Regions from separate parts of the Mus musculus genome. Here regions 1, 2, 3, 4, 5 and 6 are each linked to region 7. A link is a contact called in public Hi-C, HiChIP or PLAC-seq and promoter capture Hi-C data. All regions are on one chromosome and are shown on one strand. Each heading gives the region's core, a stretch centred on a gene start, on an enhancer-like site or on the middle of the called end of the contact. The rest is flanking DNA. Distances are from core to core; before and after follow the strand shown.

Region 1 (3,680 bases), core at 1,010-3,509, 1.8 Mb before region 7:
GGGCCAAGCATATTCAAAGCACCATACCTAGTAACTGAGAGAATATTAGGTCAGATATAGAAGGTGGATGGCAAATGGCTATTAAGAGGATCAAAGCTAACCTAAGATATATCAAGGAGCAAATTTCATGAAATAGTAAATAAACCACAATTCTGGTCTTACCACTGCAGCAAAACATTCCTCTGTTATTGTTAGGGAAACTTGAAGTCTTCAAAGTTGGTCAGAGGGTGATACAAAGATATCATGCATTGATAGTTGGTATACTATACATCTGTCAGGTATACGTGTTTATGAGCAACTGAAAAACAGAATTCTTAAGCAAAGGAAAACATGCTATTACCCTTTTAGTATCTCTGAGCTGAATTTTCACTTTCTGTCAAACAAATAAAACCAAATTACCCTTAAAGATTCCATCTCTTACTATACAAGTTCAACCCCACTCATTGGTTTCTGCCGCGGTTGCTCTATCTGAGTGCTGCCTGGTCAACTGACCACCCTTTCCCTTTAGCACACTTTGTGCTTTCTGGGCTTTGTAATGCATAGAAAAGTAATCAAGTCACTATTAAAATTTAAGATCTTCGCTCATGCAATCCTTTTTTAAGAAATCACTTCACATTGTGTTCTTCAGGAGACCCTGTACATGAGATGGATGGGTAGCTTCCACTGTCAACCTGACACAACTGGATGCAGGGGTCCAACTGAGAAAGTGCCTCCATCCCATTGGTCTGTGAGCATGTCTGGGGACATTTTCTTGATTGTTAATTAATGTGGGCAGGTGCCGTGTGGACAGTTCTACTCCTGAGCAGGGACACCTGGGCTCTGTAAGAAAGGGAGTTGAGCAGCCCAGTGAGGAAGCAAGTAAGCCAGTAAGTAGCCTTCCTCTGTGGTTTCTGCTTTAAGCTCCTGCCTTGAATTCCTGTCTTGGCTTCCTTTGACAATGGACTCAAACTGCAAACTGAGATAAACCCCTGTCCTCACCAAGTTGCTTTGAGTCACAGAGTTTACCACAGCAACAGAAAACAAACTTGAGCAATCTTAAAAGGATGACAATGCTCATCAGATAAGAGCCCTGACTGCTCTTCCAGAGGACCTGGGTTCAGTTTTACAGGGCAGCTCCCAACCAGCAGGGACTCCAGCTCCAAGGGATCTGATGCCGCTTCAAGCCTTTTTGGGCACTGCACATATGCGGCACATAGACATACATGCAGGCAAAACACCCATACACATAAATAATATAAATAACTAAAAGCTGGAGAGATGGTTCAGTAGCTAAGGGTCACAATGCAGTAAATAGCAGACAACTTTACACAAATGTAAAGCTTGAATGGTATATTTTTATGCATCATTCAGAAAGCTGGTGTGTACATAACAAAGCAAAACAGCAAACTTGCAGGAGCTGGGCAGTGGTGGCGCACGCCTTTAATCCCGGCACTTGGGAGACAGAGGCAGGCAGATTTCTGAGTTTCTGGCAGAGTCCAGCCTGGTCTACAGAGTGAGTTCCAGGACAGCCAGGGCTACACAGAGAAACCCTGTCTTGAAAAACCAAAAAAAAAAAAAAAAAAAAAAGGAAAGAAAAGAAAAGAAAAGAAAACTTACAGGATCAGATATATGTTCCCTCTGTCCTGACCAGTCATATGTGTTTGTTCGTAAGGTATTTTGTGAGCATATCACATACCTTATATACTGTACAAGTCTCTTGGGAAGAGTGGATGAACACAAAACAGATATGAAAATCCTGCTCTCATTGACTCCATGGTCCAATAGAATAATAGAAATTTCACAGGAAATCGCATAGATGATTGTTTTACTATAGCAACTACACCTACTACAAAGGACTTGCTTATTTCATATTTTCTGACCATCTTCCAACTTGCCCATTTTTAGGACAGTTTAAGCCATGACTCCATTTCTTTTCTCCAGTTTTTACATCAGTATCTTCTCTTGAGACTGGCTGGCTCTAAAAACTCACTTAAATAGAATACAGCAAATGATGTTTTATGATCCCTGAGTCTAGACACATTGGTTGTCTCTTCTTCATTCACAGATTACCCTAAATCAACCAGTGTTTATTGTTCATGGCTGTCTGTGGGCTTGTAATTTGGAACTGGCACAGCTAATTTCAGGATCCCTCTTGAGGTTTATAAAGATATCGGATAGGACTGGCCTCACTGAGGACTGACAGGCTAGAGGACCCACCTCCGAGCAGTTAACTCTGCTCACATGCTGCTGGCAGAAGTCTTCAGTTCCTTTCCGGCTCGGCTTGTTCCATGCCATGTGACTTTCTCAGTAGTGCTATTAAGGGTCATGGAGGCTGGTTTTCCCCCCACAGTAAGTGACTTAACAGAAACAGAAAGAGGAAACCACAATGTAGTGATTTAAATATTCCGAGGTTAATAACTAATACTGGGAAAATTAATATGGTGGCAGTTACTTTTTAACCAGCTATTACCCAAAGAAAAGGCACAGAGACCCTTAGAATTATAATAAGCTTCAGAGCACTGGCGCTAGCAGGCATCAGCCCTCTTATGTATTTTCTCTGTTCTCATGCCTTGAGCCCCAGTATATTACTTGCCATATTCGTTGATGTTGCTCCTGCTTCGTCAGGCCAGGTCTCACAGCCACATGCTGTGTCCATATTACCCCATGGTGACTTCTTTCCCCCTCCTCCTCCTCCTCCTCCTTTCCTCGATCTCTCCTGGTTGTCCCTACCAGTGATCCCAAGCCTGGAAACCAAAGCCTGCCTGCATCTCTTCTGCCCAGCTATCAAGTGGCTGTCAGCAACTTTATTAACCAATCAGGAATAACTGGGTGGTAAGGTTTACACAACAAAGGCTGATGTATGTGAGAATCTGCTCGTCTTGGAGCAACCAGATCTTGGGATGCAGAATTTAGCATTTGAACCCATAGAAATAGATCAAACCCCACCACAATGTCTTCATATCCTAAAGTTGGGAATCAAATACCAGAACTCTGTCTTATTTGATTATTTAGAAATGAGTCACCATTATTACCACCCACATTTAAAAGATAATTGACCTGAAGATAATTAAGCTCTGCAGATCAAAGGTAAGATTGTCAGAGTATTTGTGGGCCTGTCTAATACTACCACAGCAGGCATGAAAAAGGATGCCACTTCATAGCCGCTTGAGTGCCAGGCAGCAAACAGATAACACCAACAGTAAGAAATGTGAGTGCAAACAAATAAATGTTCATGTCCCTCCCAAAGTCACTTGTCTAAACTTGACCACTCTTAGGATATGATTAAATTATGGGAGCAAAGACCTAGAATAGCATTAGTGTCCACAGGGGGAAAAAAAAAAGAGTCCAAAGAGAAATCTCATTCCCCTTCTGCTTGTGAAGTTTCAGTAAAAAGATGGCTGACCTGGACCATCCCCAGACACTGAAACTCCAAGAAACTTGGTCTTAGACTTGACAGCCTCCAAGGCTGTGAAGAATAGGCTTCTATCATTTGTGAGCCACCTAGTCTATAGTATTTTATTGTGTGTCTTAAGACAGTGAGTAAATTATTCCATATAACTTCAGCCATGTTATTGAGACCTCACCAACACTACCACCACCATCTCTGAGTGCTACCAACTGCTCAGAGAACATCTCTCCTGGCAACTTTTCTAGCTCCTGAGCATAAGTTGTGTCTACTTCGGTCATAGACTTCCTCTTCA
Region 2 (3,901 bases), core at 483-2,982, 1.9 Mb before region 7:
AAGCCAAATAGTTGATGTCATGGCCAGCTACTTTGGAGAAAATTCCCGATTGGCCAAATCCGCTCAGCCTGGCATAGATGAGCTTTGGATTGTCCTGCAGTAGAGTCTCTGGCCCAAGCTGGAGTTTCTCCATGACACCTTTAGAGGAAAGCAATCAATTGTTTTGTGGTTGTTGTTTTTGTTTGCTCCTGGGACAAGGACTGAGGTGCATATATCACATATCAAAATAGACCTGGCTCCAGGTCCTCCTCGCAGCACCCCTCAGTTCCTTCCTGGCATATGCTCCAGCCCCCAACCCTGAACTTTCCATCCCAGACCTGGGCTGCTCTTCCCCAAGAGGCTCTTCTCTATACAATCCAGACATTTTAAGCTCCCCATTCCTCCTCTTCCTCTTCCTCCCCCCCCCCCTATGACCTTTCTTTCTCTCTCCTTCCCTATCCTTCCTTTCCCCATGGACACTTCCCTGGTCCTTAGGGCCAGTGAACTGCTAGAGAGGAGCTTCCCAATAAACCTGCCTTTAATATAATCTAATCTGGCTTGAACTGGCTCGTTTCACACGCAGAAAAATAACCCTAACCTATCAGTTTTGTTTTTAAAGAGAGCACGAATCAAAGATGGGAATAATTCCTTTTACGGGGCAAACCAAAAACACACTCTTGCAAGTGATACTAACAGTGTTTGTTGTGATTTTGGTGAAAGTTGTCAGAATTAAGAGTCAACTGAAGAAACTAATCACACTGACCCACCCTCATCTTCAATTGGAGCATTTTTACATTGTGACATAATCTTAAATGTTACAGTACTGTCCTCAGATATGCTTGTGAGAACTAAAAGAGTTAAATATAAATATGCCTAGACACCCACTCCCGTCCCACTTATTGTCAAATTTACTGTCGTCCTGGTATCTACCAGGCAATATTAGTAAGGGGCTGGTTGGAATGGATTCTCTGAGCTAATACAGAAGGAATGCCTTCAGATTTGGTTCAGGGTTTGTGACAGTTGCAAATACCAATGTACAGTCGGATGGAGGTGCATGCCACCAAGCATGCAAGTGCTCAAAACTGATACTGTTAACAAATTGGTCGTTTGTCTACAGAGCACTAAAACAATGTTTTCATATGGCCCAAAGTAAATGAGGTGATCTTGAAGCTGGAACTTGGAAATACCAGCAATTAGAGAAAGGTTAACCATGGTCTGTGAATGGCTTTAGAGCATGGGTATATCACATATCAAAGGGTCAATGACTCTATTCCTATGTGAAGCTTTTCAGTCTATCTCTTGCACTAGATTCTCGTACGGTTCAATACCTCCAAATAATAAAGGCAAATCTGGGGGGGGGGGAATCAAGCAAATTAAAAGTCTTAAGAAGGAGTCAGAGAAGCTGGGAGAAATCGGGCAGGAGGGAATGTCATCTCGCAGCACCGCAGGGCTCACCGCAGCGGAAGGGCTCCAGCAACACGTCCGCGCGTGCGCACATGCGCCGCAACACCGTGACTCCCTGAGAGCGCTTCAGGTCCAGCGCTAGCGAGCGCTTGCCTCGGGCCAGAAAATTCTCGCCCGTGGAGCCCAGCCGGTTCACGCGCACCACCTCGGCGCCGAAGTCCGCCAGGACCATTCCGCAGAACGGCCCCGGGGCCAGGCCTGCCAGCTCCACAACCCTGACGCCACGCAGCACCATGGCCAGCCTTAGGGTGAGAGCGGAGCGGCTCGGCGCCCGAGCCACAGTTTATCTGCCCCGCCCCCTGCACCCCGCCTCGCCCCGCCCCGTCCGGGAAGGCTGCGCGCTTGCGCACTTCCTGCCCACCCTAGCATTGGATCAGTTGGTTTAGCTGCTCAACTTTGGTTTAGGTCATGAGTTGTGTCCTTGACCCCATGTTGTGCGAGTCCTCTTCGGACACTTTCATCGAGCCACCTGAATCGCTACCCTCACCCCCCAGTAAGTGATTAAAGGCACTCAACTCCTTAGATCAATGTAAGAAGGCAACCACTGGGTGTCTCCCTCGCCGCCCTGAAAACTAGTTGTCATCCTGCAACTGTTTGAAACCTCTCCTAGATGCCCATAGGGCCAGGGGTGTAGACCAGTTGCTAAATCCGTGCGCGGAGTCCAGCACCGCTTAAAACGCCGGTGTTGTGCACGCGGATAATCCCAGCATTTAGAAGAGTCTGGGATATCAGAATTATTCATCTCAGGTTAAATGGGAGAGTTTTAGAAGTCAGTTTGGTTTGTCAGCTGTCAGTTTTACGGACAGTTACAATTTTGAGTTAGAAACTTTTTTCAGCCTTTAAAATGCAACAAAATAATCACAAATATTCCATCCTCATTTACAGGTCCTTTTTCCCTTAGTAATGGGGGGAGCTTGCAGGTAGCCAGATGCAGCTCTAGGAAACTGAATAGAGCCAGACTTGAATGCTAGAAATCTCCCATACCCATTCTTAACAAGTGAGGAAGATAATAAAAGCAAAGGCGAAATGCTACATAGTTGTAGCCAAAACACTTTTAACCAGCTACTGAGTTTTAAGATATTTCAGGGAAAGGGGTCTGTGCTCTCTCAGAATGAGCAGCCTCGTGGTAAAGGCAGACAACTTCCACATGGTCCCTAATGCTCTCTGCTTGTCTGATGCTGTCTCAAGTGCCTACCCTTGCTCCAGCCTTGTTCTGTCCTATTATTTCCTTTGCATTTTGATAAACTGGAATGGAAAAATCTCATGGAAAGGTATGGCTGACTTCCACATGGAGACATTAACATTTTATCAGGGTTGCTGCCTTTCTATTTTTCTGAAAAAAAAAAAACAAACAAAAACAAAAAAACAGTGGTACAGATGTGGCTTGAATGACTTAAGCTTACATACAGGATCATGTACACATGAATCACAAGTCTTAGCCAGCATAATGTTTTACAAATCCTCCCAGAGTAGTGAGTTATCCAGAAGCCCCCCGCAAAGCAGACTGTGTGATAGGAGATCTCAACACTGCAGATCTTTTCTCTGGCCAAAATTCTCTTCTAAAAGCTAATCAGGGGAACAATCATATGAATTATGCATAGGCAATTGTGTCCAGATATTTTTAAAATGAGGGATATTCATGGTGCATTATTTGTAATAAAGCCTGGAATTTTTGGCATGTGGCACACAACTGTTATCCCAGCCCTTGGAGGGTGGAAGAAGAGCCATCAGGAATCCCAGGTCATCCTTGGCTATACAGCAATTTCAAAGCTAGCCTGGGCTACATGAGACCCTGTTCCAAATCAATAGCAACAACAACAATGACAACAACAATAACAAAATATATAGACGCAAACAAAAAACCTCCTAAAGCAAAAAGATTAAATAAGTAAGAAGCTTTAAATTTTTAAATTTTATTTTGTAATTGGTACGAGTTTTTTGCCTGCATGTGTGTCTGTGCAGTGTAGGCATGCCTGGTGCCTGCAGAGGCCAGAAGAGGGTGTTGTATCTGAGGGCAAGATGGCTGTAAGGTGACACGTGAACGCTGGGCAGCAAAAGTCAGTCCTCTGGGAAACAGCCAGTGTTCTTAACCGCAGAACCGCTTCTCCAGCCCCCAAATTATGTTACTATCTGTGTCAACTTATAGCAGGTAGCATAATGGTGTTTTGGTGGCAAATTTAATCCTTTTTCTTTATAGATTCTGGGATGGGGAAAGCTAGGCAAAAACCATCTAGCACCTTCTATAACACTGTGGCATATTAAAGTTGATTTGTGAACATTAGTCAAGTATGATAATAGAGAAAATAATATCATTTTTATTGAAAACATTTAAGACATGTTGTTATGGATCTCATAAATGGAATACACTTTACTTTGCATCCATTTGTCTGCCTGTATTTAATTAAGTTTACAGACCATTCAATATAACACGGTGTATATAAAAATTTGGGTATAATTC
Region 3 (3,783 bases), core at 898-3,397, 1.6 Mb before region 7:
GACTGGTCTACAGCTGCTAAGTCATATTTGGTGTTTGCTACTGAACTGCTGCCAAAGAAGATTGAATTTGCCCCCCAAAACTATTGCTAAGCAGGTCCTCTCTCCCCATATCCTAATAACCTTTCTCTTCCACTACCTCTACTGGGTGGTGGGCTAGAGGAGAGGTTAAACCCGTAATAAAAATGGGTTACAAAAAAGTTATACCTACCATGTAACCTGTTTATCCCATCAGATTTTAACAGTCTTTAGATAGCAGTTACTCACTTCATTCTGGCAGCCAATTCACAGTCCCAGACATGTTCAAAACCTGAGCTCGGTTAGCATTTCTAAAACTCCTGGGCAAAACAAAAACAAAACAATGAGAAGACGTTACTTAACCCCAAACCGATTTCTGTGCAGGAGGAAGCATTTTGAGGGTTGTCTAAGGAAGGTTGAAGACTCTAGAGTACACTGGGTGTTAATTTTGAGTTTGAAAAGATTGAATCTGCAAACGGTTTTGGCACAGTCTCCCCTCCACACAGTGCCTCACACACATCAAACTTGCTGATGGGGGCTGAGTTATAAACTAATGAGGGTAGCACACAAGGCACCTATGGGAACAGGGCAGCGTGAGAAAGGGGTCTTTTCAGGTGACCAGGAAAGATAAGCAGAGGCGAAGACTTGGGTGATGAAAGGCTGGTTAGAGAGACACTTGTTGAATAGTTTAACTACAGTTTGTCGTCGGTTTCCTAAACAATATGCACACACTGGCATTTCCAAAGGAGCCTTTGACAGGCTGTACCACCCTCCCAGCTGCCTCTGATTCAACAAAAAGCAGATCCACAGGTGGTTACCTTTCCTCCAGCTGGAGGATCGGTAGAAGGTACTTAAATACTCTGTTGGTAACTGATTAAAGAACCCAAGATCAAAACCCGGTTAGAAGAAATGGCCCACACTACACAGGGTGCTGTCAATTGTTTCTTTTAGTGTGGTTTTTAGTTCCACATCACATGTGTAAAAGTGTGTATCTTGCTTTGAATTGGCTCCCCACTCCCACTCCCCTGCCCCGCCCCCCCCCCCCAGGGATTCTTTTTGATGTATGGTACTTAGGAAGTAAAGACTATTGAGCTAAAGATGAAGCTTTTGTTTTCTAGTTGGCAAGTTCGCTTGTGAAAGCTAAGGCAAGGTGTTCTCTTAGGGAAAGGAGTGAAGGGGTGGGGTAAAAAAAAACAAACAAACAAAAAAAAACAAACCACCCGATCCGATGGTAACACACAAAGTCAAGATACTGTACACTGATTGCTGTTAGGGTGACTCTCACTTCTGTTGGAACTGGTTGTTTTTCCTCCTTACTTCAGTGGACTTACAGGCGATCCTAGCAAAAATAGCTAGGATCTGCTTACTCTAGAAACCTTTCTGTGCGAAAGACACAACACCAACCAGGAGTCCCATGGAGCTTTGGTGAGTCAAACTTTTTACGATCTAGCTGGCTAGTGGGACTAAAATCCCTGCTTAAATTAGGGGAATAATAGTGAGATTTCAAACCCTCAGAATTAATGGAAGGGTCGATTCGGTTCAGAGGTCCGGTCCTGGTGGTCTGGGGGAGGGAAGCTTTACCGGATCTCAGGACTTCCAAACTCAAGACACCCCGCTGAGGGCGCTCCTGCCCCTATCTAGCCGGCCAGTCCAGGCTGTAGATAGTCTCCCAAGCCCTGAGCAGAACACAACTAAGTTTTGTCTTACACCTGAGGAGTGTTAGGAAACAGTCGCTCCAACCAACTGGTTTAGCCCAGAAAATGTAAGTACATTCTGGTTTACTTTCTTTTCGTTCACACTGGAAATGGAACCGATCTCAGTCTGGTTCAGAGGGGGCTTGGGTCGGTGACTCGGCTTTTCCTAAGACTACAGATAACTTTGGAAACTGACCAGAAACAAGTACTTTTTCCGAGCCCTTATCCTACCCCAGCGGTGGAACCCGCATACCGCGGATCTCACTAACTTCAAGTTAAGGTGTGAGACAGACCCACGCAGAAGGATTCCCACGATCCGCAGAAACGCAAGCGTGGACGTCCGGGACGCGCCGCGGGCCGGGGCGTGGGCGGTCGCAGAGCACCTCCCGCAGGTCCAGGGAGCAGCTCCGGGGCCAGGTCACCTGACTCCCGGAATTTGGGGCCGCGCGGAGTGGGAGTGGCTAGCAACTCCCTCCTGGAGCCCACGGGATCCAGGTCGGGGGCCGGCGCCCGGCGGCCACGTGGTGGTGCTGCCGTTGCCCCCGCCCTGCCGGCGGAGCCCCGGAGCTGAGCGCCCACTGACCCCGCGTCGGGAGGAGGAGGAGAAGGAGGAGGAGGAGGAGGAGGAGGAGGAGGAGGGACCCAGCGCAGGAAGCCGAGCAGGAAGCGAGCCCGGCAGCCGCACTTTCCTGGGGAAGCGGCGGGCGGGACGGCCAGCGGGGCCAGGAGCTGAGGCCGCCGCTTGGATGGGGTGAGTGGCGGCGGCGAGGCTGGGGTGCGGGCTCTGGACTCGGTCCCCGCCTTTGTGTCTGGGGCTGCGCAGAGCTCCGGGCGCCGAGAGGAGCGGGCGGGAGTTTTGGTCTGGACAGAGCTTTGGCCGCTCACTGACCACGGAAGACAGTTGGAAGGGGGGGTGGGGTGGAGGAACGGGAGGATAGTGGGGATCTGGCAGAAAGAGAGAGAGGTGCGACCTAGTTTGGAAAGGGGGTTCGCCTCCTCTGGCGGTCTGGTGCGGGACAGTGGCGCGGGGTGTCTGCGGAGGGAGCGCGGGTGGGAATGAATGACCGGACCCGAGAGGACGCTGTGGCTGCGCCCCCGGGGCAGCCCGTCCCACTTTCGTGCCCTGCCCCGGGTCCGGTGCCCCAGTCCTTGCTCCCTGGCTCGACCCACCTCTTGACTGAACTTGGAAAAGCCGGAGACGGGAGGTGGGAGCGAGAGACGCCCGGTGGCTCTGGAGACCCACAGTCCGCTATTGTTCCTTTACGGACTCAAGGGAGCTGGTGAGCTGTCTGGAGGGCGCAGGCGAGACCACCCTGGGCCTGCCACTACCCCTTACCCCCAACTCTCCTTGTCATTTTCCCCCACCACAGCTCCTAGGAGGGCAGGGAGGAGGATGCTGGAGTTGGGAAACATTCCAAGCTGCTGGGCTTAGGTCGGCATCCTTCGCGACCCGTCCGGGAGGGCAAGCATCCATCCTTCTTTCAACTCTCGCCTACTGTCTTGGGCCAGTTTGTGTCGCCAGTTTAGGTTCTGCAGTTTCCAGTAGTTTTTCATTTTGGATTTCACATTTCCTTTGGTGGAGGGGGGTTAAGTATGGAAAGGCAACAGATGGGGAGATTAAAGCAGATGGAGCCCACTGTGACTTAAAGAGGCAGGGGTGACCTCACAGAGGCCTGAGCTTTATATAAAGCCAGGCTTTCTTTTCTAAGGAGCCCAGCTCAGCTCAACTTTACGTCGTTACCAAGTATGCAGATGCAAGGCCACTCACTTCGTACCTGCTCCTTCCCTTCACTCTGAACTCTGGTGATTTGAATGCTATCGGCTTTAGGAAGAATAGCGCAGAGCAGAGCTGCCTGGGACTAGAAGACTGCTTATTGTCTGGGGTATGAGATCTCAAGGTTGTGAAGGCTGGCCTAGAGAAGAACAAGGTTTGTCCCTTTAGCGGATCTAGCGTTTGCTCTTTTAGCGAGAACTTGCATCTCCTATGGGTTTGAACGGAATTGGAAAAAAGCCTGTGAATCCCAGGGAGGTTGGACTTCGCTTTGTCCCACCAGTGCTGGGCCCTTGCTTACAC
Region 4 (3,782 bases), core at 1,024-3,523, 1.6 Mb before region 7:
GAAATGGATGGATGAATCACAGCTACCTTGGCTATAAATTTAGGATGTTATTGTTCATCTTCCCAGAATTCTTACAAGACCAGACACTTGAAAGGAAATGAGACTTAATAATAATAATAATTAAACAAACAAAAAAAAAAGAATAAAAAAGAATTTCCTGGCAGGAATTTCTGTTTGTATGCAGTGCTTGGGCAGTTAGAGTACAGCCCAAGAAAAACAACCACATTTCTTATTCTGTAGGAATGTGAAGGCTAAAGAACTCTGACCCTGGGAATGCCTGATAGCACCCATCTGGAGCTGTTTGTGCCCAGAGACAAGGCAGATAATCTGCCTCCCAAGAATAGTGGAGGGAGGAATATGTTGGTTTAAGTGCCCGAGTGTTGAGATATACAATAGAGAAGCATTTGGATATAGTTTGAGACTCCCCAGCATGGAGCAGCAGGTCCATTGGGGCCATTGTCCTGTATCTATGGAGTGTGCCATTCGGTCTCTATCCAGAGAAAACAGAGAGGGAAGTCAAGATACTCAGTAGCTTTGGCTAGCTTTTAGTATGTCTTCACCTCTTAGGATAGTCTTCCCACATTCTTACATTCTCCTGTTTCCTAGAACGGTCTCTGAGAGCAACAGAGAGCACGTGGTGAGATCAGATGCCACAGTTGAGATTATTCTCTGTTTGTCTTCTGCAGTGGCTGGGAAATGGATCATATCCCAGGGGAGAGAAACAGGGAATCGTGTAGGCTCCAGCCCCACACTTTCCTCCTGTGAACAGCCAGCTAATTTGTTTTTTTTGTTTTTTTTTTTTGTAATGGATGAATGTTTTCTTATCTTTAGTCAGTATTTCTGGTTTTTGTTTTTTTGTTTGGTGTTTTTTTTTTGTTTTTTTTTTTTTGAGACAGGGTTTCTCTGTCCTGGAACTCACTTTGTAGACCAGGCTGGCCTCGAACTCAGAAATCCGACTGCCTCTGCCTCCCGAGTGCTGGGATTAAAGGCATCTGCCACCACTGCCCGGCTATGGTCAGCATTTCTGATAACAGCATGTAATTCTAAAGTTGTGCATTCCTTTTTTTTTTTTTTCCTTTTTTGTTTGCATGCATGTGTGGCGGGTGTGTGTTTGTGCGTGTGCACATGTGTTTGTGTGTGTGGTGGTGACTGTGCATGTGTATGTCCCTGTTTCTGAGTGCAGAGGCTTGGGGTTAATGTTTGGTGGTCTTCAACCTATCATCATTCATCTACTTTATTCCTTGAGGCAGAGTCACAGTTAGACTCAGAGCTTGGTGAGGCAATATCAGAGAGAGCTGCCTTTGATAGTTCTCTCTGCCTTTCAAGGCTGACTTTCAGGTCACCTGGCCTTTCCTTGGATTCTGGGGGCTGAAGTCCCTTGAGTATGACTAGTGCTTTGAACCTCTGAGCCATCTCCCCACATTACCCCTACTCCTTTCTTTAGTAAGTTAGGATCTTATTTACCTATGCCAGGCTTCCCTGTGTAGCCAAGGATTACATTCCTGTCTACCTGCCTCCGTGTCCTCAGTGCTGGAATTAAAGATGTGGTGTGCTATCATGCCTGGTTGATGCAGACGGGAGATCACACCAAGGGCTGTGCAGATGTTAGGCTAGCCCTTTCCCGGCTGGGTTCCATCCCCAGCCCCTGCATATTGCATTTTATACATCCAGCAATGGAGAGAGAAGAGGGGAGGGTGAATTCCAGTTGTGTAATTAATCAAAGACATACTTTTTTTTCTTCGTTTGTGAATTAAACCGTGCATAACCGTGGTTGGTTTTCAGACTTTTTTTTTTTTTTTTTTAAAGAGTCCCCGCAAAGAATGTCTTTGAATTGTTCACATGCCTAAAGTTAATGATAAGGAGAATCAAGGTTTACGAAGTGCATTCTTCTTTGCCTCTCTCCATTCAACCAGAGATGAGTAGCTCACAGGTAGACATGATGAGTCTTGGGACACAGTTAGACAGGCTTTAAAAGAAAAACTGAAGTGCCGTTTCAATAAAATGCACCTTTGTAAATTGGAGTCTCTCAGCTGTGTGACACAAATTTTCCTTCAGCTTTATAGTCTGTGTCCTGTCTTCTGCCTCTCCCACTTGGGAAAGCACCCTCCTGGAATACAGTGATTTAAGGATCCTCAAGGGGTGGTGGTAGCAGTGCTCACACATTAGGCCCTGAAGTCCTGAAGCAAGGCCTCATGGGTGTGAGGTCTAATTGCTGTAGCTGGAACAAGAGCCACAGGAAGAGGAAGTGGAACTCCAGCTGTCTCACTTGACAGGTTGGGGTTACCCTCATCCTGTCTGTTGCTCAGCACCCCTTTTGCTTAGCACCCCTTTTGCTCAGCACTCCTTTGTGTGAGCTGGGAAGCTGCTGGTCTAATTGTAGGAAGGAAGCTTTTCTAGACAACACTGGGTGTTGACGTTCCTGCTTCATTAACACAGATCTGAAAAGAGCTGGCTGCCCTTGCTCAGGGCAGTGAACCCACTCCACATTCCTGATGTAATGAAGTTGTTCCCAGACCTGTCACCACCATCTCCTCCAGCTCTAACCTTCAGCTCCCCGGGAGAGAGAAGCTGAATGTTAGCTCAGTGGGATAGCCTTGAAAGACAGATGTGCAAGGCTGGGAGAGAAAACGAGAGGGGGGGAGCTGAGTTCACACCTTCTGCCTGCCTGTCCCAGCTATGGGTGTGGGAGTGGGAATTGCTGGGCGGTAGGTCTTCTCTGTTGGCCAGCACTTAATGGGAAGCACAAATAGGCAAGTTAATGGATGTGGCATAGGGCACCCACGCTCAAAGACCATAGTTCAAGATTGAACTCTTGGGAACCATATTTATGTCACCAAAAGCAGATGGAATGCCGTTCATTTGCAACACCCATGTTTCCCTGTGGTCACAGTAGTCCAAGTGCACTATGCCTGCATGCTCATACACAAGACAATATGTACTAGATGGTTCCTGGTAGTTTCAGCAATGAAACCCCTGTTTGAAAACGCTTCACACAATTGAAGTTTCATTGTACTCTGTGTAGTGCCTGGCACAGGAAGATGACACTTAAATATTTGTGTTTCTCCCTCCTGTTTACTCTCCCTTTTCTTTCAAGACAGATTTGAGGCTCAGAGTGGCAAAATCAACATTAAATGGCTCTGGGGATGTAGCTCAGGGGTGGTATCCTTGCCTGATGTGTGCAAGGGCCTGCATTCAATCCCAGCATTGTCTCTCCACGACTAAAAAAATCTTTCCTGTAATGGTGGGGACTGTTCAATGAATGGTTACTACTACATTTAATGGTGTATAACATTTACAGCATGGTGGGCGGAGACAGTTGAATTGAAGGGTTTTTGTTTGTTTGTTTGTTTGTTTGTTTGTTTTTAAGATTTACTTTATGTATGTGAGTACACTGTCACTTTCTTCAGGCACACCAGAAGAAGGCATCAGATCTCACTACAGATGGTTGAGAGCCACCATGTGGTTGCTGGGAATTGAACTTAGGACCTCTGGAAGAGGTCTTAACCACTGACCCATCTCCATCTCTCCATCCCTGAATTGAAGGTTTTGGTTGGAATCACATTGAGGCTTAATTACTCTGTCTGGTGGTAGATAACTCTGTCTGGTATTAGATGCTAGCTGTCACCTATGTTCTTAGCTGAGGCTTCTGAAGAGAACCCTTGTGACCTTGATGTGGCCTGAGTTTTCTCCAAGCATGATAGCGGGTTCCCGAACCAAGCATCCCAAGCGACATCCAGGTAGAAGCTTCTGTCTCCTTCCATAGCATAGCTACAGAAGTCATC
Region 5 (4,209 bases), core at 1,275-3,774, 1.6 Mb before region 7:
TCCCCCAAGCACACTTTACTATGCTCCCCGGCTGGCCGATGGTACTAAGCCTATGTGTCACCTTTGGCTTCAATTAAAGAGGAAAGGCTAGTAATACACTGCCTTGCCCAGTTCCAGAGGTACCAGTCTATAAATTACCAAATAAGGGAATTTGGGGTGGAACGATAGCTCAATGGTAGAGCATTTGCTTAGCATTCGTGAGGCCCTGTGTTCAATTTCCTTGACTGCCAAAGGGGGGAAATTGATCCAAGAGACTTTGGGCTGCTTCCAACTGTGTACGTTGAGATTATTGGAGCAGGCTCTCATCCTCTGGGAGTTGTGATCTATAACCAGGGCAGGGTGTGTATGTGTGTGTGTGTGTGTGTGTGTGTGTGAGAGAGAGAGAGAGAGAGAGAGAGAGAGAGGGAGAGGGAGAGGGAGAGGGAGAGGGAGAGGGAGAGGCGCACATATAACGCTGGATGTGAAAATTTAAAATGGGGATTATACAGAGGGTACTGCTGGAATCTGTTTTAAATGAAAATTGAAACATTTCCGTGAATTAAAAAAATAAAACCACAATAATAACACTGGTAAAAGCTTCTGAGATCTGGCAGCACGAAGGTCTTGGTTTGGGCAGTAAAGTACTAAGAAGGAACGTTCGAGGAGTGGCCCTCGGGAAGGAGAGCAAAGGAAATTGGTTGAATGGAGTAAGACCCATCTATAAATTTATTCCCAAATTTATCCCAAATTGTTTCCTCAAATTACATCACTGGATAGCTAAATGGAGGGAATAAAAACACAAGAAGAAAGCACTTTCCAAACAAACCTGCTTGTTAGCCAGCCACATGCTGATCCTGGTGCAACTCATGCAACTGTACGCCACCGGGCCCCTGAGGTGTCCTTGCCACCAGCCTCATGGGATAGGTCTCCCTGGTTTTTCAGATTAAAGAACTGAGGTCCCGGAGACGTGCAGCCATTTCTACGTTGTGGAACCAGTTTTTGCAGCGAGGTGTTGGAAGTCTAGGTTTCCTGAAGAAAGGGGCTTGGGATGGAGATTTTGGTTTATGAGATGGTAGTGACTCTGAACTGGGATTGAGGCTTGGTAGACATGCTGTTTATTGGAGGCCTGACACACATCTCCGGGGCCTGATGCTTAGATGCTAGTTGGTCTGTACTTCTTTATTCTGCTAAGGAACTTACAGATTATAAAGACGAAAGATGCAGGGAGCCTCTGAAGAAGGGACCTGGGAGAGGTCGCTTTTACGAGCATGCCTTTCACTTGTATTTGGTACCTGCCATATGTATCACTGGTTGCGTATTGACCAGAAAACAGGTTTACCAACGATGGTGTTCATTTAAATGAGCCCAACTGTAATCTTTACTGAAGCTTGCGTGCGTGTGGTGTCTGAGTGTCCTGCGGCCTCAGACGCCCCACGGTCCTGCTTGTCTTTGTGTGAAACAGAAAGGGAAGAAAGAGTTCATTGTGTTTCCAAGGGTAGGGAGCCCAGGATGGCAGATCAGGTTCAGGATTACATAAAGAGAAGACAGGTGACCCACTAATGTGATCGCGTTTCAGCCAGGCTGTGCTGTGCGTGGGAGGGCTGCAGCCAGGTCACCTTGTGGCTATTGAGAAGTCTCTGGAGTAAGCAAGGAGGGTGATGGTGCCCTCAAGGAGTTCTCCATGGGTGGCCTTCAGGCGGCTGTGCTACTCCAGGACCTTTGTGCAGGTGGAGGTTCAGTCAGGGTGGTGCTTTCTGGAAGCTGCTTCAGTTTGGGTCCCTGACTAGGGCAGGCTTATTTGTAAGCTCTGGGGATTCAGTATGACGCTGTAGGCTGTGGTTAGACAGACTCCTACCTATACTTGGGATGCTATACTCTATGGAGGCCAAGGCGGTGCTTTTGTAGTAGAAGCTATTTTTCAGTGTGTAGTAGTAACTTCATTTGGGACTTCCTTACACATGAGCAAGTCACTAGAGAGGCAGACACACAAGTAATGCAAACTGTAGAGGTTTTTTTTTTTTTACAGGGGGGAGGGTTGTTTGTTTTGTTTTTGTCTGAAAACAAGAGTGTGATGGTACAAACCTGGCCAACACAAGGAAAGTGGAAGCAAGAGGACTGGGAGTTGAAGGCCAGCCTTGGCTGTGATAAACCTAGGACTGGGGAGTTCAAGGCTAGCCTTGGCTATGCCGGGAATCTGTCTCCCACATCCCCAACCCCCACTCCAAGAAGCTGACGAGCCTAGGGAGGAAGAGAGTGGTCAACATGAGCCTCAAATACTCAGGACAAAGCAAACATAGAGCACGGATGCCAAATGGGCCTTCGAGGTGAGTCTAGCTGGCTCTGCCAGAAAACCAGGGCTAGCTGTGGGGACTGACTCTCAGGCTGGGAAGCCTGGTGGCAGATGCTCTGGGACACTGTGAGTCGGAGAGTTTTGGGAGCTCTGGAAAGGTGGCATTTCAACCAAGGGGATTGGCATGTGTGGAAATGATGAAGCTGGGGCTGTGGGGGAGCCGAGGCTCAGCATGTGGGATCTTAACATTTGCCCTTGACAGTAGACACAGTAAGGCTGGAGGAACCCGGACAAGCATCCCAACTTGGGGTGTGGCTATGAGGATGGGACATGGGATTGAAAGACCTTTGGAACAAGCCTTGAGAAGTGGCCGAGTGAGTTAGCCCTTACTCTGTGGGTGTGCGTTTGCTTTTGTGAAAGTTTTATTCCCAGGTATGTGTTCTGTTAGACTTAGGAACTCGCAGCGGACATAGCGTGGAGAAAAATCAGAGCAGCCAGTTTAAAGGGACTGCATTGGAAAAGACTAAGTAGATGGCATACCTTGATGTAGCAGCTCCCGGAGACTGCAGCCTTGAGCCAAGGAAATGCCCACACCCCCTGAATCTTGAGGAACCAGACATATCCTGCTCAGTCAGGATCCGAATCTGTTGCCTGTTGAGATAATGGTTCACATGAAGGTCGAAAACTGACATCGCTGCCAAGGTGTTTTTTTTTTTTTTTCCCAAGGAGTTTTTAGTCATTTATAATAAGTCCTTACAGATGCCTGAGTCATTCATTGTATGAACGTGTGCACACGCCGGGAGTATTTAAAACTGCACTCTGTAGCTATACAGGCCTTGGCCAGTCTCAAGCTAATCTCTTTGTAGACATGTAGCTTTAAAAGGTATGAGAGAAGAGACCGTTGGGTGGAGACAGGAGACCCGAGAGGACTTGGGTAGGCTCTTCTCAGGCTGCATACTTTCCAGGTCTTGTCAGCCCTTTTGAAACAGAGAATCGGCTTGCTGCCTGATCTCACCTTGTGTTAATTGGCCAGGTGCCATAACAAGGCGCTACAAGCTGGGTGGCCTAAACAACAGGAATTTATTGTCTCTTGGGTCCAGAGGCTGGAACTGTGGTAGGGCTGGTGTGCAGAGGCCTGTGTGGGAGAGCCTGTTGCATGCCTCTCCAGGATTCTAGGTGTTTACTGGGAACTTGGGCTTGTGGCCATGTTACCCCAATTCTAGACTTCGTCTTTGCTTTATTTTCTCTCTGTGTGCATGTATGTGTCCACATTCCTAGGTTTTATAAGGATACATATTAGATTAGGGCCAGTTGTATTGGATTAGGGCCAATTCCATTGACCTCATTTTAAACTACAATAACATGTAGGCTTTCTTTTCCTTCTTTTTTTCCTTAAATCTACCTCTTAATCTAAGTAAGATAACATTGTGATGTGGAGGTTTTAGCACGTCTACATAAATATTCTGGACATTACACCATTCAACCTGTAATGCATTTCTGTTCTAGAATAGGTTTTCTAAGCTCCTGCCTTTTCCCACTGAGTACATGCAGTTAAGAGGCCTCATCCCTTCATCTTGTGGATGACGCTCAGTGTCTCAGAAGGAGGGAAGGGCATGACAGTATTCCCGTGAGTGTTCCAGCCTAATGCACAGAAATGAGAGTAAATATTTCTTTTAAAATGTTATGTGTGTGTGTGTGTGTGTGTGTGTGTGTGTGTGTGTGTGTGTGTGTGTGAATAGAGAGTTGGATGCCTTAGGGCTGGAGTGTGGTTGTAAGCAACCTGATGTCTGCGCTGGGAATTGAACTTGGATCCCACAGAAAGCATTCTTTACCTTCCTTTGAGCCCTCACTGCTGCCCCCACATTTAAAAAAATTTTATCCTCCGTGTGTGTGTGTGTGTGTGTGTGTATGTGTGTGTGTGTGTGTGTGTGTGTGTGTAC
Region 6 (3,991 bases), core at 171-2,670, 1.3 Mb before region 7:
TAATATAACACATAATTATATTTAATTATTATTATATAATTATATATAATGTAATTTTATACAGTATATTACTAGTTATTTATTATTTTTATTATTTATTTTTATTATTTTAAATTTTATTATGCTTTTATGATTATATTTTTATTATTAGTTCTTTTATTATTAATCCTCTTTTTATCTTTTCCTGGAGCTCTTTCCCAAGGAACATCTCTTATTATTATTATTCCACAAACCCCACTTAAGACAATTATAAAGTGTTAGTAAATTTTTAAAGAGATAAGACTCTTGATAACATCCCGGATGACAGAAGTAAATCTGACAGTCACATGACGTGTGGGATGGAGGGGACATGGGTTATGACTGGTAATGTGGTGGCCAGCTAGGTGGGCAAGGTGGCCTTCCTTTGGAGAGCAGAAGTGTTCTGAAAACATTTGTGTCAATGAGATCAGTGGGAAGAGGAACTCTGAGGATGAGGGAGTTGTCAGCGCAGGTCTCAGATCTCAGATGGCACCAGGTTGGCTGTAGGAAATGAAAAGGAGGAAAACTCAAAGACAACTTTGACACGCTTGTCTAGTACACTGGACAAATTCCAGAAATAACTCTGGGGTACTGCTGACTCTCCAGCAGATGTTTCACATGTGTCTCTTGAATAAGTGGCTGAGTGAAAAAAGTGAGTTTTGTGGAGATCATGGGTTTAGTCTTAGAATATGTTGGGGTGGGAGATATTCTGTACAGTATTGAGTAATGTGGGGCATCCTGATGCCTCTCTGACTGTATTCAACTTATTATCTTTTGGTGAGGGGCCAGGGCTGAAGATAACACGTTAAATAAAGCAGTTGAAAATGTAGCTAAATAAACAGGGCAGGAGGGGGTTGGTAGTGATAGGAATGCGGTGAGATGGTAAGAGAGAAAAACCAAAGAGAGGAGAGACAGAGATAAAGATAAAGACTGGGATCCCCAGAGTCAGGGTCAGGTGGAGATTAGCAGCTGTATAAAGTCATGAAAGTGAGTGAGAACCGTACACTGCCCGAGACATTGTGTTGTGGGGACTCAGCCTATCTTGTTCTGTTTACAGTAACTATGTGTACTTTGCCTTGAAGCACTTGTGAATAGCTTGTATGCTCCCTGGGACTTGTACCTCCTGAAAACAGGAGAGAGAATAGGAATAGAGAAGGAGAAGGCTGAGTGTGGAGGCCCAAGCCATTTCTCTTTTCCTGTTAGCAGTTTCAGGAGAATTCCCTTGGCCCTTGCTTTGATGGGAAAACCTCAACCAATACAATTTACTTTGTCTATGCTGTTTTTTCAGCATCCACCTAACTTTAGCTTCACTTGCCAGATTTGTTAGGGCAAGAGAGAAGAGACCATTTACAGCTCAGTAAACAATGCAGAAGGGCGTGGGTTGTGTGTGTGGGGGGGATGGGGACAGAAAGAGTGTAAGAGCCAGAAAGCCAGCAGTCAGCTGTAAACAACCTCTCCTAGAAACAGCTGCAAATACAAGACCAGAACAATGGTAATATCAATGAGCATGTTAACACGGAAGGGGGAAATTCCCTCTCCTAGAAAAAGAACTACAGGAATCATTGTCTCCTGGGAGAAGGAGAATTAACCTACTCCAGGAATGAGCCTCCTTATTGGTGTGGAGTGTGAGCTCTGAATCTGTATGCACAACAACAACAACAACAACAACAACAAAAGACTCAGCAGGTTGTATTCATATATATATATATGAATATATGTTACATATAATTAGTATATATGTATATATTAATATGTGTATATATAATATATATGTATATATTAATATGTGTATACACACATATGTATATATGGGCATACATATCTATGTAACAAATATAATCAAACAAAAGTATCAACTTGAGAGTAGGTGAAGTGTGAGAAGGGTTTAAGGGAGGGGCTGGTGGTGATAAGGGAGGGGGAAGTGATGTAGTCGTCTTTTAGTTAAAAACACTTTAAAAAGCATCATCATACCTTTAATAAAATTGCACACTATATAGAAAAAAACTAAAGAATTATTTATTTTATGTATGTGAGTACACTGTAGCTGTCTTCAGACACACCAGAAGAGGGCATTGGATCTCATTATAGATGGTTGTGAGCCACCATGTGGATGCTGAGACTTGAACCCAGGACCTCTGGAAGAGCAGTCAGTGCTCTTATCCGTTGAGCCATCTCTTTAGCCCCCATATATAAAATTTAAAAAAAATGGAATGACCACATAGAAACCCAGAGGATCAGGGAAGAGTGCCCTGAGACTCTGTGTGTGTGGGAGCTGGTCATAGTTCCAGACAATCTCAACTTTATTTCATACATTTCTAAGTAAATTTGCAGCCAAGGGGTTGCATTTCTCTGTTTTAATTTCATTCCTTATCAATCTCTCAGAGCTTGCAAAGATGAACCATCACGGATGTAGCAGTTCTCATGGGCCATCCTTCGGGCCCATTCTCTTGTCTTTGTGTTTGCCTTACAGGACCTCCACTTGCCCTTTCTCTTGGTGTATCCCTGTCTTTGGAAAGCTTCCTTCATCAAGAAACATACAGAGACATTGACTCACATGCTGCATGTGCACTAGGAACCATCAAAGCTTCCATAAGTACAGAATCAAGTCTGTTTGTTTGTTTGTTTGTTTGTTTCTTTACAGAGGAAAGCATGTAGGTGCATGTCAGCACAGCCTGTAACAGATATAATTTAAGACCAGGATATAGAAATTAAGGGTTCTGAGTTACACAAATGATTGTTTTCTTGTTTTTCTGGATTTTAAAAATTCTCTTCTTTTTCTTTTTTTAAAAGGATACTCACGGGTGGCAGTGACCAACACTAACAGTGACAATCCCAGAGAAGAAGTCCAGGTATCTGTTTCCCTCAGAATCAAAGAGCCACTCCATGTGTCCCTGGTGGAGTAGCAAAGGCTTCCGGAAATAGGCTGTATCCACAGGAGAAAGATGCTGCTTGTGAATCGCCAGCACACGGCTGTAGGCCAGGGACTAGGATAGAGAAAGTCAAATTTATTTTCTTAGTCCTGGGTTCTACAAGATTGAGGGCAGGTCAGTTTAACCAGGGTCTAATTGTCTTAGCGACCTGTATAGGCTCTCAGATGGGTACATTACCCAGTGTTTTCTGGTTAAAGTGAAGTCCTTTGTGTTTAGCCAGAGACTAAAGTCACAGTGTTCCTTTTCAATTATGATTCCTTCCTAGGGTACACGTGAAGATGGGAGTTGGAATTTCCACCTCTCAACCAGAAGCCTTCATTTCAAGTCGACTTTACCATGAAAATAAAACAGCTTGGAAATAAGTGCTCAAATTAATGTCACTTGTGTTGTTATGGGTTTTCGAAAATTAAAACAAAAACAAACAAACAAACAAACAACCTAAACTAAATCAATGGCTGGCCATAGTGGCCTTCACCTTTAATTCCTGCACTTGTGGGGCAGAGGTAGGTAAATTCCAGGACAGCCAGGGCTACAGGGCAACAGAGAGAGAGAGAGACCTGGTTTAAACAAAAACCAACAACAAAGAAACAAACAAAATCATGACAATGTTGGCCATTGAATCCAGTGTCACGTGAATGCTAAGTTTGTGCTTTATCACTGAGTTTCACACAGAACTTTTCTTTGTCTCTCTGAATATATTTGTATGCATGTGTATGTGTGTGTGTGCACATGTGTGCGTGTGTGCATGGTGCATGCGTGTGTGTGTGTGTGTGTGTGTGTGTGTGTGTTTTGGCATCTTTAATCCCATTACTCAGAAGGCAGAGGCAGTTGGATGTCTGTGGGTTCAAGGCTAGTCCGATCCACATAGGAAGTTCCAGGATAGCCAGGGCTACATAGAGAAAAACCATCTCAAATACAGAACCCAGAAAAACAAAACCAAAAGCCTCAAACCAAAGCAGCTTAATACAGAGTGTATTTCTGGCTCGCAGTTCAGGTTACAGTCTATCATGCTGGAAAGTCAGAGTCAAACTGACAGAACTGGT
Region 7 (3,990 bases), core at 906-3,405:
TATTTTGGGCCATCTCGTGCAGAGATACAAGAGTTAATCTCAATTCAAACGCCATCCCGCTTCCGGAATCCTTGAAATAATTTCAAAATGCCGGCTCCAGAACGGACCTTGGAAGCTATTTAGCCCAACCCATCAGGAACTAGGTGAAACTTTTGAAAGCTAGCATTGCAACACAAACGTTTTGTTTCACTCATGAGGGTCAGAGAAGAGAAACCCTGTCTTGAAAAACCAAAAAAAAAAAAAAAAAAAAAAAAAAAAAGCACAAAGGATATCAGTCAATCCAACCAGGGAGAGCCTTGCGTCCTGGCGTTCAATCCCACCCTCTGTGGGGTAGAGCTGAGAGTCCCGGTTCACTTCTGTTGGTTTGCTTTTTCTTGTGTGTACTATTTTAAATCCAGAGACGCTCAGATAAAATTGTGTGAGACTAAGCATACATGATATTTCACAATTTCTAAAAGGTGAACCTTGCAGAGTCGGGCATGTAACCAAAAGGACACGCCTCTTTTTCCAAAATAGAAACAAAGTACTCTCATCTAGCCCACAATCCCCCCCACTTCATTGCATTCATTTCACTCAACTACACAAACTACGCCAGCCAAACGGCTGATACTCTACTAAAGACTGCAAATGTTTTCTAGAAATACTTTCAAACACTTGGGGGAAAGAGAAAAATTTGCACTGATTTCTACCTTGTCAACTTGCCAAACAATACTGACAAGATGCAGCAGCTAGGCAAGGATTTACAATTTGTTTCCCCTGTGTCTAAAATAAAAATGTGAAGGTAAGGGCATCATTTTAGAACAGCCAGCCTACTTATTCTTGTACATAACTTAGTAATGCTTATATACAATTCAGTCTAAAGCCTTCGGGTGTCTGGAGTCAACAATTACAGGCATAACTGTGGGGGGGGGGGTTCCTAAATAAATTGCTAACAGCCCATTTCCCAAAAGTTACTGGGTAGCACAAAATCAATTTTTTTTTTCAAAAATGGGGAAGCTCGAACTCTGGGTTTAATCCTTCCCACACACACACACGCATGGCATACCTGGCAACGCTATTAGTAAATACACCAAACACGGTGTATGGCGGAGGCCCTGTTACTTCAGGGTTCATGCCTTCTCCCCATTAGCCGGCATACTTGTTCCTTTTCTGACCTTCCAACACAAAAACCCATCTCGGGTCAGCTTTCCTGCCTCGCTGTCCCAGGTGCTTGCTTTTCAAGCAGTAAGAGACCCTGAAGGGACAGGCGACCACAATCCAGCAGGGCTTTCCCTGGCCAGGCCTCTGTCCCCAGGCGAGAAGGGGGTGTGACCGCGGCACTTCGGCCCTCTCTCCGCCACCAGTGGCTGTGCTGGAGAATTTCCTTTCTCCCGGTGGTCTGGGGAGAGGTCCCCAGGACAAACAGGGCGAACAACCCTCATCTTCTCAGCGATGGGAGTCCGTGCTACCGAGGCGGGGGCGAGGACACACGTGGCTTCCCAAGTCCCGGTCCCAGGAGCCCCCTCTAAGGCAGGCTCAGGGCGCCCCAGTCCCATGCCCGAGGGGCCCCACAGGCAATCGGAGGAAGGTTGTCGGGCTTTGGGGGTGTCCTGTGGCCCGTCGCCCCCCACCCCCACCCCGAGTACCGGCCGTCCCCCGCCAGGACCCACCAGCTGCTTCAGGTCCTCCTCCGAGAGCTCCGCGTAGCGGTACCGCTGCTGCTCGAACTCGTAGCGGGTGGTTTTCGCCACCACCACCACCCGCGAGGGGCGGAAGCCGCCGTCGGCGGGGCTACCACCGCCCGCCAGCTCGCGCGGCTGCCCGTGCCCCAAGTGCCGCCGGCCGTCCGCGCCCGAGCCCGAACCCCGCAGAGCCGCGCGGCCACCCGCCACGCGCCGGCAGCTGCCCAGCAGGAAGCCCCGGTAGCAAGTCATGATCCGCGGGGCCGCGGGTGCAGGCTCGCGCTCCCTGCCGCCAGCACCGCGCCGGCCGCGCACAGGTTAAGTGCGGGGACGTGCGTGGAACGCGCCGGGGGGGGGGGGGACGTGCCCAGACGCACGCGAGGGCGGAGAGGCCCCGGGAGGCCCCGGGAGGCGGGGATCCGGGCTGGCCCCCGGGCAGTGGGTTTTATTTGTTTGTTTATCCGTTTTCTTGGGCGCCTGCGCAGTGGCCTCTCGGCCCGGCCCCACCTCCCTCTTCACCCTTTCAGGGAGGCCGCTCTAAGCCCGCCCCCGGGCCAGATCTGTCAGCTAATCAGAGGTCGGGAAGGTTTGGGAGCCCGAGGGGCTGCGGGGATTGGCTGGGGCTGGGAAAGGGACGAAATTCTATTTGGCTTTCGAGCTGCCCGAAGAAATCCAGTTGGAACTGGTCTGGGCGGCGTTGGGGGTGCAGGCGGAGTTTTGAGCGCCTGGCGGGAAAGCAAGTTTCTTGCGCATCTTCCTCTAGTTGCTTTCATTTTTGCTTGCTTTCTGGGTAGTTGGTCATGCTCGTCTAGGGTAAATTTTAACCAGTGTCTGCTGGATGGCTGATGTGGCCGTCGCTGGAGTAAGAGCTGGGGGCGGTGACCTCGCTCCAAACGGCTTCGTTTTGCAGGGCCTGATGGCAAATAAAGATGCCGAGCCCTTTATTAGAGAGGAATTAGAGCTAACCGAGAAGGATCACAGAGCATTAGCCCGAGCTCCGGTGACCACCAAAAGACCACCAGCCTAGAGAGGCAGTGCTGTCAGGGAGAAAGGAGGAGGATAATGAGGGAAGGAGTCTTGTCTAGTCCTGTGTGTCTGTCTAGACCGCGAGATAAGGTTGGAAAGCTGTGTAGGACCAGACTGAAGGGTTAAAAATGTTTTGCACTTTATCCTGTAGGCAAGCTCAGAGCAGTGTTTGATGATTATTGATCTGACTTTGGAATGTTGGGTAGGTAGTCCTTGAAGCTAGAGCAAGGGAAGTTACTGAGTCTGTGGGAACAGTTACACAACCATAGAGATGTAGGCTGATTAAGAATAAAAGGGAAAGCTACAATGAAGGGAAAGTCATAAGACAGGGTAGGTGGCCACTGCCCTGAGGTCCTTGCTGTGGCGTCCTTTCCTTTGCGATCCTGGCACTCCCAGTAAGTGGCCTCTGGATTCCGGGCATGCTATTTCATGTTTGTGACACTCAGATGCCTCTGTGATATCGAACCTGTTTTCTCTTTCACGTCACAGAAAACTACACTTTTGACTCCCACTTCTAGCTGGAAACATCTCAATGGGATATCCTAGTCAAATCTTATTTTGGATCCTTTCTTCTGCCTCTTCCAAAACATTGCTTCATTACACCATCCTCTCGGATGTGTCTTGAATTCTCTCAGGAAAACCCCTGCTGGGTTTTCCACTTCAGTCCTTAAGATTCCCATGTCTAGGACATTTAAAACTTTAAAGATTGAAAGAGCCTTCTACACCCCAGTTGTTTACCTGTTCCCTAACTCCCACTTACTGATATATTCAGCGGTTCTCAACCTCTGGGTCATATATCCGATGTATGTATATCCGATATGTTCATTATGTTTCATCACAGTAGCAAACTTACAATTCTTTTTTTTTTTTTTTTTTTTGGTATCATAACCAATTTCTCACTATTCTTTTTTTTTTAACTTAGGAGTAAGTTTTTTTTGTTGTTTTGTTTTTATTTTTTATTGGCTATTTTCTTCATTTACATTTCAAATGCTATCCCAAAAGTCCCCCTATACCCTCCTCCCTCCCCCTGCCCTGATCCCCTACCCACCCATTCCCACTTCTTGGCGCTGGCTTTCCCCTGTACTGGGGCATATAAAGTTTGCTAGACCGAGGGTGCTCTCTTCCTAATGATGGCCAAGTAACTATGGTTGGGGGTCACCACAACATGAGGAACTGTATTAAAGGGTTGCAGCGTTAAGAAGGTGGAGAACCACTGATACAGGTTCAGGACAGAATAATCGGTTCATTCTTGCAGCCAACCTTTTTTGGGGGTGGGAAACAGGGCAGGCTGGGGGCGGTCAGT

What was found. Promoter capture Hi-C pulls out the DNA fragments that hold promoters and counts their contacts. Hi-C and Micro-C count contacts between places; a contact is called where the count stands out from the background. HiChIP or PLAC-seq counts read pairs in DNA pulled down with a chosen protein or histone mark.
Region 1: a promoter capture Hi-C map of liver shows a contact between it and region 7, with 2.5 times the contacts expected there. The contact joins the enhancer-like site here to the promoter of Nadk2 in region 7. A contact is called at or near these places in 4 of 39 promoter capture datasets (hippocampal neurons, liver, pre-B cells and 1 more) and 1 of 115 datasets of contacts at active chromatin or transcription factors (large pre-B cells).
Region 2: a contact with region 7 is called in a Hi-C map of CD8 T cells, with 3 times the contacts expected there. The contact joins the promoter of Amacr here to the promoter of Nadk2 in region 7. A contact is called at or near these places in 5 of 39 promoter capture datasets (the C10 cell line, hippocampal neurons, liver and 1 more), 2 of 484 Hi-C or Micro-C datasets (CD4 T cells and CD8 T cells), 5 of 115 datasets of contacts at active chromatin or transcription factors (astrocytes, neural progenitor cells, pro-B cells and 2 more) and 2 of 9 other capture datasets (adipose tissue and liver).
Region 3: a contact with region 7 is called in a promoter capture Hi-C map of embryonic stem cells, with 3 times the contacts expected there. The contact joins the promoter of 4930556M19Rik here to the promoter of Nadk2 in region 7. A contact is called at or near these places in 7 of 39 promoter capture datasets (the 3T3-L1 cell line, 3T3-L1-derived adipocytes, the C10 cell line and 4 more), 3 of 115 datasets of contacts at active chromatin or transcription factors (embryonic stem cells, large pre-B cells and pro-B cells) and 1 of 9 other capture datasets (embryonic stem cells).
Region 4: a contact with region 7 is called in an H3K4me3 HiChIP or PLAC-seq map of pro-B cells, with 6 times the contacts expected there. The contact joins the enhancer-like site here to the promoter of Nadk2 in region 7. A contact is called at or near these places in 4 of 39 promoter capture datasets (3T3-L1-derived adipocytes, embryonic stem cells, hippocampal neurons and 1 more), 6 of 115 datasets of contacts at active chromatin or transcription factors (astrocytes, embryonic stem cells, epiblast stem cells and 2 more) and 1 of 9 other capture datasets (liver).
Region 5: a contact with region 7 is called in a FOXA1 HiChIP or PLAC-seq map of pancreatic cancer cells. The contact joins the enhancer-like site here to the promoter of Nadk2 in region 7. A contact is called at or near these places in 5 of 39 promoter capture datasets (3T3-L1-derived adipocytes, hippocampal neurons, liver and 2 more) and 8 of 115 datasets of contacts at active chromatin or transcription factors (embryonic forebrain, embryonic stem cells, epiblast stem cells and 3 more).
Region 6: a promoter capture Hi-C map of liver shows a contact between it and region 7, with 5 times the contacts expected there. The contact joins the enhancer-like site here to the promoter of Nadk2 in region 7. A contact is called at or near these places in 5 of 39 promoter capture datasets (the C10 cell line, embryonic stem cells, hippocampal neurons and 1 more) and 3 of 115 datasets of contacts at active chromatin or transcription factors (the SCID.adh cell line, epiblast stem cells and extraembryonic endoderm stem cells).

The regions. Positions count from the first base shown.
Region 1 is chr15:10,875,115-10,878,794 of GRCm38.p6, reverse strand. No RefSeq gene overlaps it. Among named protein-coding and RNA genes, the nearest start is that of Gm19276, 48 kb to the right of the region's middle. Within about 2 kb of position 2,259, at least 39 of the 459 cell types and tissues checked have an H3K27ac peak or open chromatin away from gene starts, as enhancers often do. A contact at or near this core is called in liver, where this site is marked.
Region 2 is chr15:10,979,587-10,983,487 of GRCm38.p6, reverse strand. It overlaps Amacr (alpha-methylacyl-CoA racemase), which reads right to left and starts at 1,732. Exons shown (of 5, transcript NM_008537.4): 1 at 1,435-1,732; 2 at 1-138. The coding sequence starts at 1,678. Gm34315 (a long non-coding RNA gene) reads left to right here and starts at 1,855. Exons shown (of 3, transcript XR_383838.4): 1 at 1,855-1,936. C1qtnf3 (C1q and tumor necrosis factor related protein 3) reads right to left here. Exons shown (of 6, transcript NM_030888.4): 6 at 3,326-3,901.
Region 3 is chr15:10,713,200-10,716,982 of GRCm38.p6, reverse strand. 4930556M19Rik (RIKEN cDNA 4930556M19 gene) reads right to left here and starts at 2,147. Exons shown (of 7, transcript NR_045063.1): 1 at 2,003-2,147; 2 at 209-335. Rai14 (retinoic acid induced 14) reads left to right here and starts at 2,352. Exons shown (of 18, transcript NM_001166408.1): 1 at 2,352-2,460.
Region 4 is chr15:10,660,837-10,664,618 of GRCm38.p6, reverse strand. The region is part of intron 2 of Rai14 (retinoic acid induced 14); the gene reads left to right. Among named protein-coding and RNA genes, the nearest start is that of Gm52214, 46 kb to the left of the region's middle. Within about 2 kb of position 2,273, at least 88 of the 459 cell types and tissues checked have an H3K27ac peak or open chromatin away from gene starts, as enhancers often do. A contact at or near this core is called in pro-B cells, where this site is marked.
Region 5 is chr15:10,684,941-10,689,149 of GRCm38.p6, reverse strand. The region is part of intron 2 of Rai14 (retinoic acid induced 14); the gene reads left to right. Among named protein-coding and RNA genes, the nearest start is that of Gm52214, 22 kb to the left of the region's middle. Within about 2 kb of position 2,524, at least 51 of the 459 cell types and tissues checked have an H3K27ac peak or open chromatin away from gene starts, as enhancers often do. A contact at or near this core is called in embryonic stem cells and pancreatic cancer cells, where this site is marked.
Region 6 is chr15:10,372,695-10,376,685 of GRCm38.p6, reverse strand. Agxt2 (alanine-glyoxylate aminotransferase 2) reads right to left here. Exons shown (of 14, transcript NM_001310735.1): 3 at 2,818-3,002. Among named protein-coding and RNA genes, the nearest start is that of Agxt2, 16 kb to the right of the region's middle. Within about 2 kb of position 1,420, at least 4 of the 459 cell types and tissues checked have an H3K27ac peak or open chromatin away from gene starts, as enhancers often do. A contact at or near this core is called in extraembryonic endoderm stem cells and liver, where this site is marked.
Region 7 is chr15:9,069,425-9,073,414 of GRCm38.p6, reverse strand. It overlaps Nadk2 (NAD kinase 2, mitochondrial), which reads right to left and starts at 2,155. Exons shown (of 13, transcript NM_001040395.4): 1 at 1,650-2,155. The coding sequence starts at 1,913.